4 separate regions of the Mus musculus genome follow, and all the other regions are linked to region 1. A link is a contact called in public promoter capture Hi-C data. All regions are on one chromosome and are shown on one strand. The core of a region is the stretch at or near the end of the contact, and the rest is flanking DNA. Distances in the headings are between cores, read along the strand shown. Region 1 holds the start of Ms4a3 (membrane-spanning 4-domains, subfamily A, member 3). Region 2 holds the start of Ms4a19 (membrane-spanning 4-domains, subfamily A, member 19). Region 3 holds the start of Ms4a5 (membrane-spanning 4-domains, subfamily A, member 5). Region 4 holds the start of Osbp (oxysterol binding protein).

The links. Promoter capture Hi-C pulls out the DNA fragments that hold promoters and counts their contacts.
Region 2: a contact with region 1 is called in a promoter capture Hi-C map of trophoblast stem cells, with 4 times the contacts expected there. A contact is called at or near these places in 11 of 39 promoter capture datasets (the 3T3-L1 cell line, cranial neural crest, embryonic stem cells and 6 more) and 2 of 9 other capture datasets (liver and macrophages).
Region 3: a promoter capture Hi-C map of liver shows a contact between it and region 1, with 6 times the contacts expected there. A contact is called at or near these places in 10 of 39 promoter capture datasets (the 3T3-L1 cell line, embryonic stem cells, frontonasal cranial neural crest and 6 more) and 3 of 9 other capture datasets (adipose tissue, liver and macrophages).
Region 4: a contact with region 1 is called in a promoter capture Hi-C map of embryonic stem cells, with 4 times the contacts expected there. A contact is called at or near these places in 7 of 39 promoter capture datasets (the HPC-7 cell line, embryonic stem cells, hematopoietic stem and progenitor cells and 4 more).

The regions. Positions count from the first base shown.
Region 1 is chr19:11,638,426-11,643,497 of GRCm38.p6, reverse strand. It overlaps Ms4a3 (membrane-spanning 4-domains, subfamily A, member 3), which reads left to right and starts at 2,647. Exons shown (of 7, transcript NM_133246.5): 1 at 2,647-2,831; 2 at 4,199-4,308. The coding sequence starts at 4,222.
Region 2 is chr19:11,162,612-11,167,683 of GRCm38.p6, reverse strand. Ms4a19 (membrane-spanning 4-domains, subfamily A, member 19) reads left to right here and starts at 2,354. Exons shown (of 8, transcript NM_001370777.1): 1 at 2,354-2,412; 2 at 2,634-2,694; 3 at 4,193-4,284. The coding sequence starts at 4,231.
Region 3 is chr19:11,280,824-11,285,895 of GRCm38.p6, reverse strand. Ms4a5 (membrane-spanning 4-domains, subfamily A, member 5) reads left to right here and starts at 2,083. Exons shown (of 5, transcript NM_183190.2): 1 at 2,083-2,255. The coding sequence starts at 2,103. All of the region lies in intron 1 of 4930526L06Rik (RIKEN cDNA 4930526L06 gene), which reads right to left.
Region 4 is chr19:11,963,800-11,968,871 of GRCm38.p6, reverse strand. Osbp (oxysterol binding protein) reads right to left here and starts at 3,028. Exons shown (of 14, transcript NM_001033174.1): 1 at 2,576-3,028. The coding sequence starts at 2,931.

The DNA of each region.
Region 1 (5,072 bases), core at 1,398-3,897:
TGGCTCAAGTAAGCCTGTCAGTTCGCCTGCCCCAGAGAAGGTACAAGACGCGAACCTTGGTATCACCCACCTCTCACCAGTTCCTTAGGTGTGTAAGGTGCAAGAGCAGACCCTTTAGATGCCTAGGCAGAAAACTGTTGTAGAAATAAAGCCCTCAGACTGATTTCTAGAGTGGTTGTACAAGCTTGCAATCCCACCTGGCGGTTCCTCAGAAAATTGGACATAGTACTACCGGAGGATCCCGAAATACCTCTCCTGGGTATATATCCAGAAGATGTCCCAACCGGTAAGAAGGACACATGCTCCACTATGTTCATAGCAGCCTTATTTATAATAGCCAGAAGCTGGAAAGAACCCAGATGCCCCTCAACAGAGGAATGGATACAGAAAATGTGGTACATCTACACAATGGAGTACTACTCAGCTATTAAAAAGAATGAAATTTATGAAATTCCTAGCCAAATGGATGGACATGGAGGGCATCATCCTGAGTGAGGTAACACATTCACAAAGGAACTCACACAATATATACTCACTGATAAGTGGATATTAGCCCAGAAACTTAGGATATCCAAGATATAAGACACAATTTGCTAAACACATGAAACTCAAGAAGAACAAAGACCAAAGTGTGGACACTTTGCCCCTTCTTAGAATTGGGAACAAAATCTCCATGGAAGGAGTTACAGAGACAAAGTTTGGAGCTGTGACAAAAGGATGGACCATCTAGAGACTGCCATATCCGGGGATCCATCCCATAATCAGCTTCCAAACGCTGACACCATTGCATACACTAACAAGATTTTGCTGAAAGGACCCAAATATAGTTGTCTCTTGTGAGATTATGCCGGGCCTAGCAAACACAGAGGTGGATGCTCACAGTCAGCTATTGGATGTATCACAGGGCCCCCAATGGAGGAGCTAGAGAAAGTACTCAAGGAGCTAAAGGGATCTGCAACCCTATAGGTGGAACAACATTATGAACTAACCAGTACCCCTGGAGCTCTTGATTCTAGCTGCATATGTATCAAAAGATGGCCTAGTCAGCCATCACTGGAAAGAGAGGCCCATTGGACTTGCAAACTTTATATGCCCCAGTACAGGGGAACGCCAGGGCCAAAAAGTGGGAGTGGGTAGGTAGGGGTGTGTGTGGGGGGGAGGGTATGGGGGACTTTTAGGATAGCATTGGAAATGTAAATGAGGAAAATACCTAATAAAAATATTAAAAAAAGAAATAAAGTCCTCATAGAGACCATATATGAGAACAAGTCATTTCCACCATACAAAACTATCTGACTTCTAGCCTTGAAGGGCTTCAGACACAGGGTCCCAACCTAAGCTGAAGCCTCAGATGATCCCCGAAAGCCACTGGGGTACAGTGGGCCAAGGTAAGACACTGGAGGACTGTCATTCATTTTTGTACTCCCAGAACATGGGGCATGGGCTGCTTTTATCACTGTTAACATTAGAGTGAGGTCTAGTCAGAATCGTTCCTAATAGAGGATGAAATTTGCCTTTGTTTGTTTGTTTGTTTGTTTTTAAATTGCTATGACAAAAAAAAAACCCAGACTAAATGAACGTAGGAAAGCTTTATGCCTATTTCCAATTTGAAGGGAGGGGTGGTGACAAGGGCTGCTCTGGCCCTGCCAGCAGAGTATGTGATGGGCTGGTCACACTCTCTGCAGTCAGGAAGCAGACAGATGAGTGCTCACTCAGCTCACGGTTCCTTTTTCATCCAGTCCAAAGCCATGGGATTTTGAATTCCATATTCAGGATTCATCTTCTAAGTTAAATGCTTATGGGAACTCTCTCACAGAGGTAACCAGAGTCATAATTCATATCCCAGGCAACCCTAAATGTCTAATTATGAGTGTCTGCCCTCTGCTTTCTCTCAAGTGTTCTCCCTCACTCCCTCTATTCTATGGTGTGACATGAAAGCCCTCAGAAGTGCTAGTGTTCTGGCACAGGACTTTTCAGATTCTATGGCCACGAGAAAAATAAACTCTTCTTCTTTATAACCCACCCTGTCAGTGGCATTCTCTTATACTATCAGACAACAGACCAATACATCTGGATAAATATGAGAGAATCTGATTATCTCCTCTATGTCAGTTTTGTCTTTCATTACATTGATTCAGTAGTGGTATTTAGGTCATGGGTTATCCCAAGGATGGAAGAAATGGATGCACCCTGAAGCAAATTGAACAGCAAGTGACAGTTGATGTAAACGCAATATATTTAAATTACCATTGTCTTAATTTATGACAAATGAACTAACCTTGCTTGGCCTGAGAGGATTAAACATTATAATTTCTATAAAAACAGTTTTAGCAACATCACTGATACGTTATGTAAACTCAGTCCCTTAATGGCCACAATATGTTGTTCCCCTTCCCAACACTATTCATTCTGCCTGGCTTCACTTTTTTTTTACATAGCTAGACTTATTCTCCCCCATCCCACTCTACCTTCCCACTGACTTAGCCCCTTGTTCTGCTTTTATTTCTTGCTCCAATAATGTGTGAAGCAACATCTTAGAGCCAGATGCTGATGGCTCCATATACCAGCTTCCTTCTTAATGGTATACTTGGGGAAGTGGGTGGGCCATTAGTGCCCTCAAATAGGAGTGTTATTAGCACACCTTTCAGGCAGCCAGCAAAACCACTTCCACTGGACTTGCTGAGGAATTGCACAAAGAAGAGATTCGTTAAGCCTGAGGAGGAAGAGACTGCTGGTTTTGGGGGACAGACTCTGGTGGTCATTACTGTCTCCTCTTCTGTAATGAGTTGGACTTGCAGGGGAAGGACTTGTCAAATCCTGAATTCTTCAAGGTAAACCCTACCAGACCTTTCTCCATTGGAATCATCTCTTCATTTTTCTGTCTGCTAAGGGTGGCTTTCTTGGGATAAAAGTCTTCTGTTTCATTTCTCAGTAGAGGTTTGGAATTTTTAGCTGTGTGGACAAATGTCTTTGGAATGCAGATATTACCTGGCGCCTGGTAACCCGGTGCCATGATTTTTGGCATAATATATTTGGAAAATGTAGACATGGATAGACCAATGTTAGGCAGGCAGTCAGGCACGCACGCGCACACACACACATACACACACACACACACACACACACACACACACACACACACACACACACATTTTGACATATTAAGAGGCTGCCTCTGAGTTTGGTGGCCAGGTCTAGCTATGAGAGGTGGCCTGAATGATAAGTTTTGTGAGGGAGATCCTGCCTGAGTGCATAAGAGTGTGGTGATAATTAGAGGCAGATTTGACCCTTAACTTCTCAGATCCCTGCCAGGTGGACTTGGGAATGTTATTTAATGCTCTATTTCTTAGATTCCTCATCTGTAAAATGGAAAGTGTCATAATGACAATACACATTCCAATAGATGTTTTGCAAACTGAATTGGTTGACATGAGTAAAACACCCAGAAGTGTTCTACACAGATAGAGCTGGGGAGATGAACTCCTTAGTGGGACACTAGGAAGCCTACAATTTCTAGATTTCTTTTAAAAGCCAAATTGACTATATTTTGTAGAACATGGCTTGCTTTACCTGAAGGCTGGAGCTTACCTTCAATTCTTTTCTAAAAAGCTCAACAATGTGTCAGACCTCCAAAGCCATTGTGTGGTGTTTTCAGCATGAAGACCCAGTGCCTGCTAATGGATTTTCTATTATTATTCTTAAACATGGCTATTTATAAAGTTTGTATTAGATATATATGAACTGTGAGGCAGTGAGGCAGATGAGCACACAGAGAGATGCAAGCACCTTTAAAATTGAAGCTCAGCCTGAGGTGTGTGGAACTTGTGCTGAAGGGATTCCCAGAACATGAAGAAAGGGTTCACCATTCAGACTAGGCCAGGACTAAAAGGGTTTTTTGAAAGCTTGATTTTGGCAGTATCCAGGCCAAGTTGTAGTGGGGAGAGAGGATTTGCTTTGTGAAGAGAATAGTTTTAGGGTATAAAGGCAAGGCGCAGGGTGTGACTTCTGGAACTCAGACCCTCCTCAGAAGAGCAATCCTGATGCGTGGACAAGATGAACTCTTCTGTGACACTAAAAAATACTGTTAGAAAGTGGTCCAAGGAGGCACCAAGCCTGTGAGTTCTTCCCCATGATAGCCCCAAACAGCCCCAAATGGCCTCCCAGGAATCTCATAATACAGGACTGGGGATCTCGGCAGGTGGTACCTCATCAGGCAGACACATGAAGCCAGAGGAGACTGGTGGTTCTGTTTATCAGCCCTTGGATGAGTCACGCCATGTTCAACGAGGTGTACTGCAAGCCCTCGGGGTAAGTCAGCCTTTGCTATAAAGTTGGCTTATGAGAGAAGGAGCAAAAGATTATATGGACATTCTGTAAATTTCTTCCTGTAAATTTCTGAGTTATTTATCAAGTCACTGAGGACAAGATAGGGTCATGGAGATCTGAGGAGTAGAAATGGAGAATCAGTCAGTCTCTCATAGGGAGAATATCCACCCCAGCGTACCTCAGAGAATTTGTTCTAAGGCTCTTTATTGTTTCTTGGTGCTTTCTGACCACTTATATCAGGAGGTTGAGTTCTGTGAAGTTCCCCTCTCTTCCCCTCTCCTTCCCCCACTCCCCTTCCCTTCCCTCCCCCTTGCCTTCTTTCCCCTTCTCTCCCCTCCCTTTCCCTCCCCTCACCCTTGCCTTTTTTCCCCTTCTCTCCCCTCTTCCTTCTTTCTTCCCTTCTTCCCTCTCTCTTTCATCCCCCCTCCCTTACCACTCCTCCCCTTCTCTGCCCTCCCTTTCCCTCCTCTCCTCTCTTCTGTCTTTCCTGTGGTGCTGGGGATGAGAACCAGGTCCTCCTGGATGCCAGGAAAATGCTATTATTCAGTTAAAACTCCAACCCTTTGTACAGTTTTTATATGGAGTCTTACTAAATCACACAGGTTGGCCTTGAACTCATTCTGTAGCTCATATAGATGTTTCTACCTCATCACCATAATCTATATTTTAAATAAAAATATTTTAAAATAAAAATTTGACAGCTACCTGGCTTTGTCGTATTTCTCAGAACAAGATTTTGTTCAGTT
Region 2 (5,072 bases), core at 1,105-3,604, 480 kb after region 1:
AATGGTCAGCCATGAAAACATACATACAAGTAACAGACTACATACTGAGCAGGGTATATTTAGGAATACACACATATACATGTGTAACAATTAATGACAAAAGAGGCCATGAATTTGAAAGACAGCAAGGGAGTTTTGAGCAAAGAAAAGAAAGGGGAAATAAAACACAATTTTTAAAAAAATAAAATGAAGAAATTAAGGTCAAAAAAAACTTCAAAAGGCAAGAAACCTGAAAGGAAGGAGTGATGTCCAAGACCGTGAAAGATACAGAGCATCGTTATCTACTGGTGATGTAAGAAACACCACATGTATGTTTTTAAATTGTCCTAGCAGCCACACAAAGAGAGTAAATAGGAACATATGTGTTTAATTTTGACAACACAGTTAATATGTCAAAAACATCTAAATGATGCAGGTAAAAACTATTGATGATATACTTTATAATCTATGGAGTCATATGGTCTACAGATCATATGGAGTCTTCAGAATTGTGTATTTTATACCTAAAACACGTGTCAACTTAAGCTAACCATGTGACAAAAGTGCTATAGTTATGTCTAGCTCCTCATTACATTGTGTGAAACTAGAAGCTTTCATAGAATTCACAGAACCTGTACCCAAGAGCTCCTGCTTGCAGAGAATGAGCAAGTTAGCAAAAGAGTGGCCCCAGAGGCAAGCCAGGTGACGGGCCAAGAAAGCCAAGTGTGCAGTGAGAAAGTTAAGGCTACCTGCAGGTCTGTGCATGACAGAAGGCTGCTTCTAGAGATCACAGTCCACGTCTCACTGTGTCATTGATGTCTTAGATGGCTTTGGCTTCTCATCCCTTCCCGGCCAGCCACCAGCATTGGCTCACAGTGTTAAGTGTCATCTTAAAACAACTCCCCCGTAGGACTCCCTCTGCACACAACTACCTTTCCTTTCTTAAAGCCAGAGCTCCAGAGGTAAGTACATATTATCTCCACACAATTACCTCGTGTTTTCCCTTTGACTCTACTCTAGGTCGAGTCTGACTTCCATCTGTCCTCTGAGGCCACTTCTTTTCAGTGATAGCACTCACCTTCACATTGCAAAAAGCCAGCAACCAAATGCATAACCCTTGAGAGATTTAGGCATCGTTTTCCATTTTTTCCTAGAGCTCAGGGCTCTGCAAGGGCATCCTTACCTTTCTGTCTGCTCCTTACCACCTAAGCTGCATTCGATTTTTATTGTCTGACCACCTAATACTAAAATGGATCATCTCTCACCCCACCTTTCCCACAAGGTAAACTCTAAGGTAAAGGATATTCTATATTTTTTCCATTCCTTACTACTAATACATAAACAATGTCATTCATATTTATCCTCAACAGGATATATAAATATTGGAGCATTCTAATTCCTAGAGAATTATATGTTCAATAAATTACATAATACATGGAATACCTGGTACTGGAAGCCTCAACAAATTGCCTGTGAGGAACACTCCTTTAGTTAGCAGCTAACCAAGTCACCATTGCTTTTGAGACTCAATGTAATCTGAGTAAGTTAGACCAAATGACCTTCTGTTAATTTATTCACTTCTTCCAGGTGCCCGATATAGCACCCTTACACTTTACTGGGTTTAGTGTTTACCTGTTTAGTCATATCATAAATGACTCTCAGCCTCATAGACATGACTGTCAAATTTGGGTTCTTTAATACCTACCATTTAGGACTAGATTACATAGAGCAGTAGCCTTTTGTCGGGGTTAATTTATTTGTTGATTGGTTGTTTGACAGTTCCATGCATTTATATAATGAATTTTAATTGTCTTTCACCCCCACAACTCCTCTCATCTTCCTCTGGGTCCCTTCTCAAGTCCACCTCCAGCCTCCATCTCTTCTTTTGGCATACTGCCCACTATGTTTAGAGTTTCTTGTCCCAGAGTGGATGACGGACTTGTGCAATCTAATTTCTGAAAATGGAAAGTCCACAGAGCAAGTGTGACCTCGATTTTGCAGAGAGAGGAACAGAAGATACATCTTGCCCAAACACCACCAGATCCAGGGTTCCAACAACATCCTTCCTTCTAGAGTTTAGAACTTTGATTTTTGAGGAGACTCACAATAGAAAGACTTGCTTCTTCTACTGGAAAACAGTTGGTAGTATTTGCTTGGTGGGGAAGTCTATGGAGCAGGGAATCAGCCATAGCTGGGCTCAAGGACTGCAGATTAATAGCTAGAGTATGCCCAACACTGGTCAGTAAAGGATGTCCGCACTAGAGCTCCTCCTGCTGGCCCCAAACCCTAACCGCATCTACCTCTCGCGGGCATGAAGGCTGGATGGAACCTTCAAGGGCCAGTGGAACTAACTTCTGCGTGGCCCTCCTCACGTGGCACCCTTCACCACGGTTGCTCTGAGACACAACCGCAGCTGCGCTGGATCCGCAAGAGGTAATGAGGGGCACATGAAGGTGGCAGATGCCTGCCTGCAGGAAAGCCAGGGCAGAAAGATCTGGACCTAAAAGCAACCCTTTCAGGATTATCCTATTCTAACCTTGGGGTTGTGACAGAGTATGGATCCATGACCCTTGAACAGACCACATTAAGGACAGGCATTGGACACTGCTTCCTGGAGAGCTTCAATTGTATCCTGGCTTCTTTTTTCTCCCCAGTACAACCCTCCAGGTGATTCTTGTCACTTAGAAGAGCCTTTGAAGTTTATTACATTTTTTTGTAAGTCATCGCATAACGGGTAAGTTTTTAATTGTCATAATGGGCAATTTTTAATTCAAGAATCTTCTAAAATGCTTTCCTCTGTGCCTTAGTGTATTTTCTCCTTGTCAAATATCAATGGGCCATTATCGTGGCAACTGAAACCTTCAAAGTCCGTGACTTATATGAGGAAAAGGAAAAGTTTGTTTTGAAAGATCTAAAGACAATGCCTTGAATTTTTTTCTTTTTTTATTTATTAGATATTTTCTTTATATACATTTCAAATGCTATCCCGAAAGTTTCCTATACCCTCCCCCCACGCCCTGCTTCCCTACCCACCCACTCCTGCTTCTTGGCCCTGACATTCCCATACAACTACATATAGTGATTGAAGGGAACCAGAAAAGATTAGTGAGACTTTAGAGGCTGGGTGGGGTTGGGGAGCTGTTTCTTGGGAATGGAGGTAGAGATTATCAAAGCCAAATCTAACTAGAAAGCCACTCAAAGCAAATGTATTAACCTTGGACTGAAAAAACATAAATTATCTCTTATTTGTTTTAGTAAAATTAATGTATATAATATAATATATAAGTGTTTACATGATGTATAGGCAGCCAGGCTTCCAAGAAAATGGAACTAAGAAGTTGAAAGTGGTCAGAAGATGATAAGTTCTGTTTTTTCGTCTGTCTCTGATTTTCTCCGGGTGCCCTTCTTCCCACACATGCAAAGTTTCATGCTCTACGGTTCTGTACATTAGAACAGATAGAATCTAATAATGTCCTGGCTTCTTGCTTTTACATCTTCTGCAGCCTCACCAAATGGTTTCGATATCCACCTTTGTTCAGACCAGCTAGAATAAAGAAGAGTTTTCATGAGCATTAAATATAGAGGCTGAGGGGGGAGTTATGATTCATACAAACTAGGAACCATCACCCTCCCTGCCCATGCTAGAAATGACGAGTTATCCTTGTCTTGCCTACTGAACATCCCCTCTGGTTATCTTGTTCACTAACTTAAGAAACCTGCCTATACTCTAGAATACTATTTCTATTTTCCAGCCTCCTCTGCATCTAACATAAGCATGTGACACAGATCCTTCTAGTCAGGCACACACACCCCACCCCCAAACAGACTTAAACTTAGACAACACTGATGGGTGGGTACCAGGGTAGATCAAATCTACCAAGGGTCTAAATTTCCTGATGCAGCAATGTGGGCATATGAGCAGGTGCTCAAGGAATTGATGTGATCGGAGCAGTTATCACTTAGTACTTAGCGTAGTCTAACTTAAATCTGATCCGTGAGCAAAACTTTTTGAGAGGTAAATATTAGTTTTGTCAGAATACTACTAGTCTCTGGTGCAAAAGAACCTGTCAGAGGGCAACCAAGTATCTTTAAAAAAAAAATGAATGACAGCTGTAGAGTAGGGTCCCCCTCAGGCTTAGGAATCTTACCCAAGAGAATAACAATAATTATTAACTGATTTAATTTATGTTGTTTTTCTCCCCATTTTTCCCAGGAGAGGAACTTATCCTCACATCCCTCCATTATATCTTGATGAATATGCCACAGAATCGTTTGTGGATAAAAAAGGAACTGAGAGTCTTGGGGGTAAGAACAAAATGCTGCTCAAGTAAGTCCTCAGTGAGAGGGTTCCCACTCCTTATTACACGAGGTAGAAGATATATACCACCTCTGTTTCCACTATCAACTCCTCAAATGGAGGTAAATCGATTACAGTGGCTTGCGAAGGCGACATGGCATCAAAATATATACAGAGTCTAGAAATGGAGGAGAAATAGTCTTTTTTTTTTACCATCTATCAATGTTTTTAACCCTAAGATGATGACATGTCCTAAAAGAGGTGAGCAAATTGTCAGTACATCCAGAAGGATCTTCGGACTCCAGAGCTCTATGAGCAATGGTTGGCTTCTATCACAGACACACTGCTGTTTGCCCTGGCAATCCCATCCACCACACCCTTTGGGAGTATGATTTTGTATCATCTACTCACACTGCTGAATGATAGAGCCAGATTAAGAGTTAAACACAAGAGATTAAAAATTAAGTGAAGCTGGGCAGTGGTGGCGCACGCCTTTAATCCCAGCACTCAGGAGGCAGAGGCAGGCAGATTTCTAAGTTCGAGGCCAGCCTGATCTACAGAGTGAGTTCCAGGACAGCCAGGGCTACACAGAGAAACCCTGTCTCAAAAAAAAAAATTAAGTGAGAAAAATCCTAACAATCAACACACACACAAGCACAGGATGCTTAGAAAATAAGTAAGTTAAACAAAGTCACAAGATTCAAGATAAATTGTGTTTTTATAAGATAATAATGAACATGAAGATGTCAATCCCTAAAGGAAAAAAATTACATATATTAAAGAAACCATATATAGA
Region 3 (5,072 bases), core at 834-3,333, 360 kb after region 1:
TAACAACAAGATGAAGGTTTGATTAGGGAACATTAAGACCTAATAAAAAATATATAATATTCAGTCATTCATAAACCACTTTAAAATTAGAGGACCTCCCGTGAAGGGAGATTTTGTAATGCTGGAAAATAAGATACATAAGGATTTATGAAGCTTTCCAAAACTGAGCTCAGATACACCATCCATGTCAAAATGAACACACCTGAGATGTCTATTAGCAAGCAACTGAAAGAACCTAGTGGGGAAACCCCCCACTCAATTCCCGATTTGGTGTGCACCCAAGAATCATGAACAGACGACCATCTTGATGTAAAAGCATGAGGTAGTTTAATGACGGAGCCCCGGGCCAACACGTATCTCATGCAGGAGACAGTGGTTTCAACTGTTTAATGGCAGAGCTCCGGGTCGAACCGTATCTTACACAGAAGACAGTGGATTCGACCCCGAGGCTTGGAAGCTGGGGGTTTTTATAGAAAAGGGGTGGGGCTGGGGGAGGAATTGGCTCAGTTTCACATGATTGGTCCATTTAAACATCAGCAGCCTGTTAACATTTAACTTAGGTCAGAAGGGCGGGAGATAGGGAGGCGCCGGGCCAGTCCAGCATGTCATTCTCTTTATCTCTATCTTTATGGCCAAGCAGCCTCAGGAATGTCTTAAAGACAGGCCTGCCCGGGCATATCCTGGCCTGTTCTGCTATGTTCTCAGCCCCAGGTTTCAAAGCTCACAAACAACTCTTTGGACTATTTGACACACATTACATGAATCACAGGTCTCAAGTTTTATTTCCTTTCACAACCACCTGCAATAGAGAACCACAGATCAGTAACACTTGCCGTAACTCATTGTGATACTGTCAAGTTCTTATGGTTAAGCTCATAGATACATATTAAACTGATAAAGAAACAGCTTAAATGAACTATGGAAACAAATTGAGATAAAATATTTGACCATAATAGATAGAACAGAATGATATAAAAAGTAGCTGACTAATAGCATTTTCTATTATTACTAACATTGACTTACAGACCAAGTGCATTATAATCCACTTAAAATGTGTGCATATATATGGGTGTGTGAGTGTGTGTATGTATGTATGTATATGACTAACAAAACATGTCCATATATATATATACACACACACACACACACACACACACACACATATATATATATATGACCAATAAGACATGGTGGGACAGAGATAACTGTAGAGCACTTGCTGCTCTTACATGGAACACACACTGGGCAGTTCAAACTTGCCTATAGTTAGCTCCAAGGGATCTGATGAACTCTTCTGGCCTCTGCATGTATCTTCACACAAATTGGATACATTCACAAAAACACCAACACACGCATGCACATACACTTAAAAAAAATAATAAATTCTTTTGCTCATTTATGTTTTTGCAATTTGGCAGCCAGATCCACTGATGAAGATGCATGACTGAGGCTATCTAATTCTGCACAATCCACTAGTGACCATAGATGTATGAGAAAACTTGACAGGGGTAAATAGAACATTACTAGCCAGGAAAAAAATTAGCAATGTAACTGGCAGAGTTCCCACAAAACAGAATTGTAGTTCTTTAAAGCCACTCTGCTTTAGGGTGGTATATAACACAAGTCTGCTAAAATGACGTTGACACAAAACAAGAAAAGAACCTTTTAAGTGACAGGCAACACGAATAATATGACTGATTAGTTTTAAGGCCTGAGAGGTTTTGTCCTCTCTCTCTACACTTGAAATGGAAGAATTAGAAACTTGGGAACTAAAAGATTTGACAGGTTAATACATATGTGAATGAGGTAGTTGTAAGAGCAAAGTAGTATATGACTTGCCCAAGGACACCGTATTTTCTGATCAAACCAAGACTACTAGTCATATTCTCCAAACCAATACACAAGCAATGGCACTTTAATTCTTTAGGCTCTTGCCCATCCCTGAAATTCTATGACTCTGTGACTTTATGGTTCTATAATTCTAAATCAGAGTACAACAATGCCAGTGCTCTAAACAGCTTCAGTACAGGAAACGAACATGGTCTAAATGGGAGTGCCAGCTCTATCCTTCCCTTCCACTTGAAAAAACCAACTATACCATCATGGATTCAAAAAATGTACATAGTCCCTTGTTCCTGGTGTTCCCTCCAGAGGTCACCACTCAAGAATACCAAACAACAGAACTTACAGCCACAGCCTATAATCCCCAAAACCGAGTGCAGAAGATCATTATTAGAAAATTGGAGATCTTAGGGGTAAGTAAAATGTGTCCCTATGTATAAGATCTGGTAGCACACAATGTCCAAGGAATCAGCTCCATATGTCATTGCCAATCAATTCAGGAAGTATGGATTGTGCTTCTACATGAATTATGAACAAGATTCTGTGAATAGGAAAATACAAGATGAGTAAATTCAATGTTCCTGAACTCTTAAAAATCACAGCCTCCAAACTAATTATCTTTCTAGTCAATCTTAAGGAGCAAAAGAAAAAAGGACAACTGAGTATAAGTTAGCTCAGATTTCTTCTCTTAGCAAACTGCAACACACACTTTTACAGCTTCCCAAGCAGACCTCAGAACTCATAGTTTTACATAGTATTCAGATATATATGTTTGTTTATGCATATAAGTATAAAGATTTTTTTAGAATGGCCTCTTTAATTTTTAAATTAATAATATAAGTACATCATCTCCCTCCAACCTCATTCATGGCTCCTCCCCCATTGTTCCCTCTCAAATTTATGGTCTCTTTTTCTTTGTTATTGTTTACATATGTATATAAATGCGCAAACATATAAATACAACTTTCAGAGTTTTATTAGTGTTGCTGGCTGATACTTGGATAATCTATTGGGGGTGGGGGTTATCTCTAGAAAAGATCAATTCTCTCTTTCTCAGAAATCCTTAGTTGCCTGAAGTTCTTTGTCTAGGCTTAGATGGACCTTGGCAAACATTCATTTCTCCATCCATCAACCTGTCATTCCACAGAAGTTAATTTCATTTACCAAACCTTTCTTAGGATAATGGACAGGTAGGAAGCAGTCAGATATGTTTGAGGTAGTAATGTTACACATATCTTGGAGAATATTTTGCCTTTTGAACACTGGCCTCTCGTAATGGAAAGTACAAAGTAATCCTTTTCAGAACAAAAAATAAAATAAAACAAGACAAAAAATAAATATCATTCTGTGGCACTTGGGGGAAAAAAAACACTAATGTAATCTGCTTCAGCATCTCGTCAAGTATGATGGACTTCAAGCTTGAATGAAATAGTTTGCTTTAACAGAAACTGCACTAGGTGCAAACAACTATGTTGGATGCTGTTTTCACAGGAAAAAAATATAAGCTAGTTTTTCCTCACTTAAGAAAATAAAGGTTTCATGTGAAAATAATAATACTATGAAAATATTAAGAATTATATTTCAATAGAGTATCTAGAAGGATCATAAATGGTGACAGTGATGTGGGAATGCCCAGAGTTAGAACAGTTGTTCCAGTTAAAAGAAATGAGCACATTCTGCAATGAATTGGGTATTTCATATGGACCGTGAAGAAATCATGGAATCTCAACGAGTAGAACTAAAATGAGGACACAGAAGCACAAAAGATGCAGTAAGCTCTTGAAGCCAAAGAGCAGGAAGCATCGGGGAAGCAGTGGAGGAGGCTGGGAGAGGTCAATCTAGGCTTAAAGGATTTAAGAAGACTAATAAAAGAAGCTTGACAAATTAGTCCCATCATACCCATATAATAGAATAGTATTCTGTAGTACAAGAAATTAGCTAACAAGCCAAGAGGAAGCGTGAAGAGTCTCGTTTTCATATTGTAACATGAAAGAATCAGTGAGTGCTCTAGGTGACGATGAGTGATGGAGGAATATCTATGTGCTGCAGACTGGACTCAGTCGGCCCTCATTCTGCAGGAGGATCAGGGTCCCGGTACAGGTGGGCAGGGAGTCAGCGAAAAAGTGACAGACACAAACACAAGGGAGTGTTATGAATGTAGTTTCTCAAAGTGAGCATCAGGCTTATATTACAGAAGGAAACAAGGAAGTTAAGTGATACATTAAGGTCATCCAAGGTACACTGAAGTTATCTGATCAAAATGACTCTTACAACAAAACAGAGGAATGCATACATAAAAGCTAACAGGAACAAACTGGGATAAAAATCAATGTTAACAACTGGGATCAAAAGCAGCCCCACCTAAGGTCAGCTTAATCTTAGAAGCCAGGGACAAGGGCTTCATGCCCTTGCCATAGTTCCAATTCTAGTCTATTTTATAATCCACCTTCCCCCTAGGCCATTGTAAGTTCCTGTGTATGGGAGTCACTCAGCTATCTATTGTTCTAAGTATACTACGTAGACTAGCCCTGAGATTACTAGCTCTATTCTAGTAGAATGTAATGCCTGATTTCTATCACTATCAACACTGGAGGCATTTCATCTGAATGAGTAACATTCTTACAACGATCAAAGCCCAAGGTTGGCTCAACAATTTCCTAGGATATTGGAACACTGATGAAGGCTAATCTAACTTAGCTATATGTCAAAATCAATCCTTAGAGTCACTTAGAATAAAACAATATTGAAGGAAATCACACAGATCCATTCACCGACTAAAGCAAGGACAGATTTGGAGCATTCATTTTACAGGATGCCATGGTTCCAGGAGACCAAGTTTCCATGAACTTTTCGCCTTGGGACTGTGTCCAAGCTTTTGGGCCTGTCATGCAAGTCACTACTGGAGTTGGTGTGGCATCTATATATCCACCGACATGTAGGAGAAACAGGAGAGCTATGAAATGCACATCCCAGTGCTGTCTACAACAGGAAAATGGGATAAAAGTCAATATGAACTTGTTTTAACTCTTCTGCCAGATTGCTACTTATATTTTTAACATGTATTTATTCATTTGTGTGTGTATACATGGTCATGCACATGCCACAGCACATGTGTGGAGACAGAGAAGAACTTGCAGGAGTATATTCTCACCTTCCACCCATGTGGGTTCCAGGGATTGAACTCAAGATTGTCAGGCTTGGTGGCAAGGCTTGCTGAACCATCTTGCTGG
Region 4 (5,072 bases), core at 1,779-4,278, 320 kb before region 1:
AGCTATGGGGCATTTGTGTAAAGAAACATAAGACAAAAGGATTGCTCAGGTCTGTTCTTCTGTTATCAGAGGATGGGGTCTATGAAGAGAAAATGGATTTTGAAAATGGCATACATCAGAGACTGTAGGTGCTGAACATATGACATTCAGAGGAGGAATGCTAACACAGCTAAGTAGCTCTAGGAAGGAGATGGGGACCACAAGCCCCCTGCTAAGAATAAACTGCCAACGCAGCAGGAAGGATGTACTTCACTGAAATTCTTCGGGTGTGGGGTAAGGAACAGATTGATAAACTACACCCTGTTGATTGGTCGGCCTGTGAATGGGACCATCGTACTTGGCATGACAGGCTAATGGCATATCTTGCTATGTTTTGGAAGGTGTTTTACGTGGAGTCAGCTTCTGTGAGAAAGAAGGTAAAAAAAAGCAGCAACAAATATGAAGAATAGCAACAGGGTACATTATTAATATCCAAGGTCAACACTGATCAAGATTTATACTGACCAAACAATCAGGTATCCTGCAAAGTAGATAATGTAAGAACTTGGTTGGATTAAACCATCAGAAAATATTTCCTTTTTTTTTTTTTTAGATTTCCTGTATTTTATGTGTCTTTTGCCCTTGTTTATGTATGTGCGGTAAGTGCTCTTCTCCAACCCAAGACTACACATTATTAAAGCCCTTAGATAATACAGTTGGTTTTTTGCTTGGTTTGGTTTTCATTGTTTTGTAGCTATGGTTCAAACTCATAAAGATCCACCTGCCTCTGCCTTTTGCTGGGAGTAAAGGCTTGTTATCACTATATCTAGCCCTTAATGTACAAGTTTTAATATGAGGAATCAATGTTACTAGAGATTTATAAACCAAGTCAGGATATGAATCATTAGAATAGTAGTCAATTAAAACAAGACATGGAGCTTGAACAGATGGGAAAAAAAAATCTCTGAGCCAAACTAAAACTTTAAATGTATGTTATAATCCTAAAATGAGTTATAGATGAGTAGGAGAAAGGGTTATATTAAAATTAATTCAGAACACAATAATGAAAATGTCACACCTACTAAACAACTAACGTTGCTTAAGCATCAAGGATGAGCTAAGGCATTTTCTATGTGAGGAGCGATAAAAATGTTCCCACCAACAGCCTATAACTCTCGTCTTCAGGCTTTCTTTAAAATTCTCTACGAGCCAAGCCAACGATGTTCATGGAGGTTATTCGTCCCCCATGGGCCTCCTGATAGGAGAGAAACTACTGGTGAAATTGAAAAGGAATACAGGCTGAGCCACGCCCCCAGCAGTGTCTTGGGTTCCCAAACTGGATGGACTGTGGGAAGAGATTTCAACCAGAAATGGCGTTATTATTATACTAAGCAAATCCCTCTTAGAGTAGACTTCGGTACTTTCTTCATGAGACACACTGTAACACACTCTATAAACCTAAACCGTGTCTTAGGTGATTATCTCTGTATCTAACTGGTTCACGTAGCACTAACCTAGGTTTTAGGTTTTAAAGTATGAAGAGTAGTTTCAAATCCTGATTTCTCCAAGACCCTGGGAGAGCTGCGCATGCTGAGTCTGCTTTCTTGTCAAGAACATGGGAACATGTCCTAACTCCCAGGGAGATAGGAGATCTATGCGCACTAAATGAACAGTTGCATGTAAGACATCCAGCCACAATGCAAGGCTGTTGGGAAAGCTTATAACCTGTCCTCCAATCACCTCTCAACACCTCTGTCTAGTAATATAAGCCCCGAAGTGTGACATGTTATGACCATGCTATGAGTCACAGTAAGTATACATTAACCATACCAAAATAAGCACTGTGAAACCTTAACAATCATTTCAAAAACATGTGTTCTTCCTTTAATAAAACTTAATCTTAAATAAAACTAAAAGGTGCACGGTGACTGCTGGATAAGACAGTCATTCCCATGGGAAGAGGTGGGGCAGGCAAAAGTAAAAGCTATGGTAGAGTACACATCTCTATTGTGGACTGTCTAGACCGAGAAAGTACGCGCATGCTTGAAGAGGTAAGACATATGGTGGACAGAATCCCAAAGTCTCCCTGTGTGTGGTATTCTGATGTCGGAATGTGTATTCTGAGTAGACATGGGCAGGTATATCAAGGGTGTATCAGAAACATTAAATTTTAGAGACTAGAGCACAAAAAGTTAGGAGTTGTAACTTCCACTGTAAGTTCCTGAGGGACAGTGCCCGGGCTCGCGCTGTCTGTGCCCCTCCAGCTTCACAACAGTGCCTTACTTGCAGAATTAGCGATTGCACCCACGTGGTAGCGGAAATACAATGGCAGAGCAGATGCTCTCCAAACAATTGCTGACAGGAAAGACCCAGGGATGGAGGCAGATGAGGCACTAGGGGCGGGTGACAGCGGAGACAAGAGCAGTGTGTCAAATCTGCAGGTTCTGACTTCTGCAAGCTGTCAACCTGTGCAGGTGACAGACAGCGACCCAGGGCGACCTTGGCAGTGAAGCCAGCCGGCGGAGAGTGACAGCGCGGGTCTGTGGGCTGCACAGGGGGGGAGGCCAGGTGAGCGTGGCGCCCCGGAAGCAGTTACCTGTAGTAGCTTAGGAGCCCGTTGCTCAGCACGAACCATCGCCGCTGGTAGCCTTTGATGTAATTGGTCCATTTGAAGAGCCAGCCCTCTCTAGCCGAGCCCGAGCCCCCGGCGCCCGAACCGCCCGAGCCCGCGGCTGGCGGTGCAGAGCCCGGGCCGCCTGCCGCCACTCCTCCGGCCCCGGGGCCCGGGCCGCCCGCCGTCGCCGCCGTCGCGGCCGCCACCCCGGGGCCGGGCCCCGCGTCCCCGCGTCCGCCGCCGCCTCCCACCGCGGGTGGACCCGCGCCGCCGCCGCCCGGAGCCGCGATGGCTGCCGGGCCCGGCCCCACCACTCCTCTCAGCTCGGTCGCCGCCATGAGCCGCCGCCGCCCGGAGAGACACGACCGGAACCGCCTACGAGCTCCGCCGCCGCCGCCCGGAGCGCCCAACACGGCTAGCGCTTCAGCCGCCGCCGCGCAGCGTCCCCGCCCCGCCAGCCCCGCCGCGGGAAGGAGGGCTCGACTGCCGGGAAGGAGGGCGGCGATTGGTGCCGCCAAGTGTCACTTGCGGAAGACCCCGCGGACATTGGCATTTCTCTCGGGCCTGTCATGCTACTCCGCCCAGTGAGAAGCTCAAGGCGCGACGCGTCCTCCAGGCCTGCTTTCGATTGGCTAACAGGAAAGCCAATCAGGCAGGGCTACAAAATCATTGGTGGCTTTCCGAAGTCCGAGGACGGGAGAATGCAGAGCTCACGGCCGGTTTGGCCTCCGAATGGCTAGTACTTCCGTCAGTCATTACAGTTTATGCTTCTGTCATTGCCACGTCACCCCCGCCCATCGCGCTGCCCTTCATCCTCTTCCGCCCTTACGGATTGGTGGTTGATATCAGCTGCTCAAACCTTTCTACCAATTACTGAATGCATTGAAGTAAATGGGGCAGAGTCCAGCCTTCACATACTCATTCTTATTTTTTATTGGCTGACACCTATGTCTTTCACCTGTCGGTGGAGAGGCAGGGCTATGATTGGAGATGATTGGTTCTGGACATTGTCAGTGAAAGCTGCAGTTGGCCGAGATAGCAAATAAATTCATGGATGCACAAGTGGGCAGGCACGTTTGCAGCTTTAAGGAAGTGATGGGTCTCTATAAATGCTCTTGATGTGGGTGTGCTGTGGAATTCCCTCCTTCTCAATTGAGACTTGCAGATGGCCTTAATAAAGAGAGATGGATGGTTCCTGGGTCTCCTAGGGATTCCGTTTTCATATCCTGCTTCCGGAAGAACCCAGAGAGAGCTTCCTCGGCCCCCTCCTGGACTCACGACTCCTCCAATCCTCACCCCATTCCCTTTCCTGGTCTACCCTCTGTCTCTTCACTCTAGATTCTAATACACTTCTATTAATTCTGACCATCTAGTTGCCGACCTTATTTACGGGGAGAATAGATTGGCAAAGACCTACTACCTACCTTTATATCTCTTTTCCAAATCTAAAGGCCCTTGTTAGGTTTAGTGTGGTAAAAACACAATTAATTCTCTTGTTTATTGCTAGGGTTTTGTTTTGAACTGGGTGTTGAATGATTAGATTTGATCAGCTTAATTACAGCTGTGTTAGAGGTCACAAATTTCAGTAACTAGTCCAGCATTGAGCTGTTGTGAACTATTATTACAAAAATAGCCAAAACCTGCATTTTGGGGAATCTAACACCTATTACAGTGTAGCAGTTTTTGACCTGGCAGTAGGAATAGGGTTTAACTTTTATTTATTCATTTCTTCTGATTTGTGTGTGTGTGTGTGTGTGTGTGTGTGTGTACACCTAAGTGCAGGTACTTGTGGATGCCAGCAGAGGGCATAAAATCCCCTGGAGCTGGAACTAAAGTTGGTGGGTAGCCAACCCATAAGAATACTGGGAACAGAACTCAAGTTCTCTAGAAGAACAGGAACTGTTAACATCTCTCCAGTCCTAGGAGTTGCTTTTAGATACTGTAAAAAACTATTTACCTCATGAATATCAAGAAGTAATCTAAGCTGGGAGGTGTCGGCACATACCTTTAATCCCAGCTCTGAAGAGATAGAGGTGGGTGGATCTCTGAGTTCGAGGCCAGCCTAGTCTACACAGAGAAATCCTGTCTCAAATGGAAAGAAGGAAGGAAGGAAGGAAGGAAGGAAGGAAGGAAGGAAGGAAGGAAGGAAGGAAGGAAGGAGTGAATCTAGTCTGATTTGGAAAGCCTGGCTTCTCACTTTGGTTAAATACCTTTACAGGAAAGGAGTGGAAAGAGGGAGGGGGGGCCTTTGTAATCATGCAGTTGTAATAAAGCTCATTTGAGTTTTGACCAGCTGCAAGCGTCTGTAACAAATGGGAGCTGTGGTGCCACATGTCCCTCAGTTCAGTGTTTCAGGAGAAACACATACTTTTAAAACCAGGAGATCTTGCTGTCCCCGTGTCAACCTAGTAAGCTCACATCACTAACCCAGAGACAACATTCTTATGAGGTCCCTGTGATCTTGCAGCACAAAGTAGAA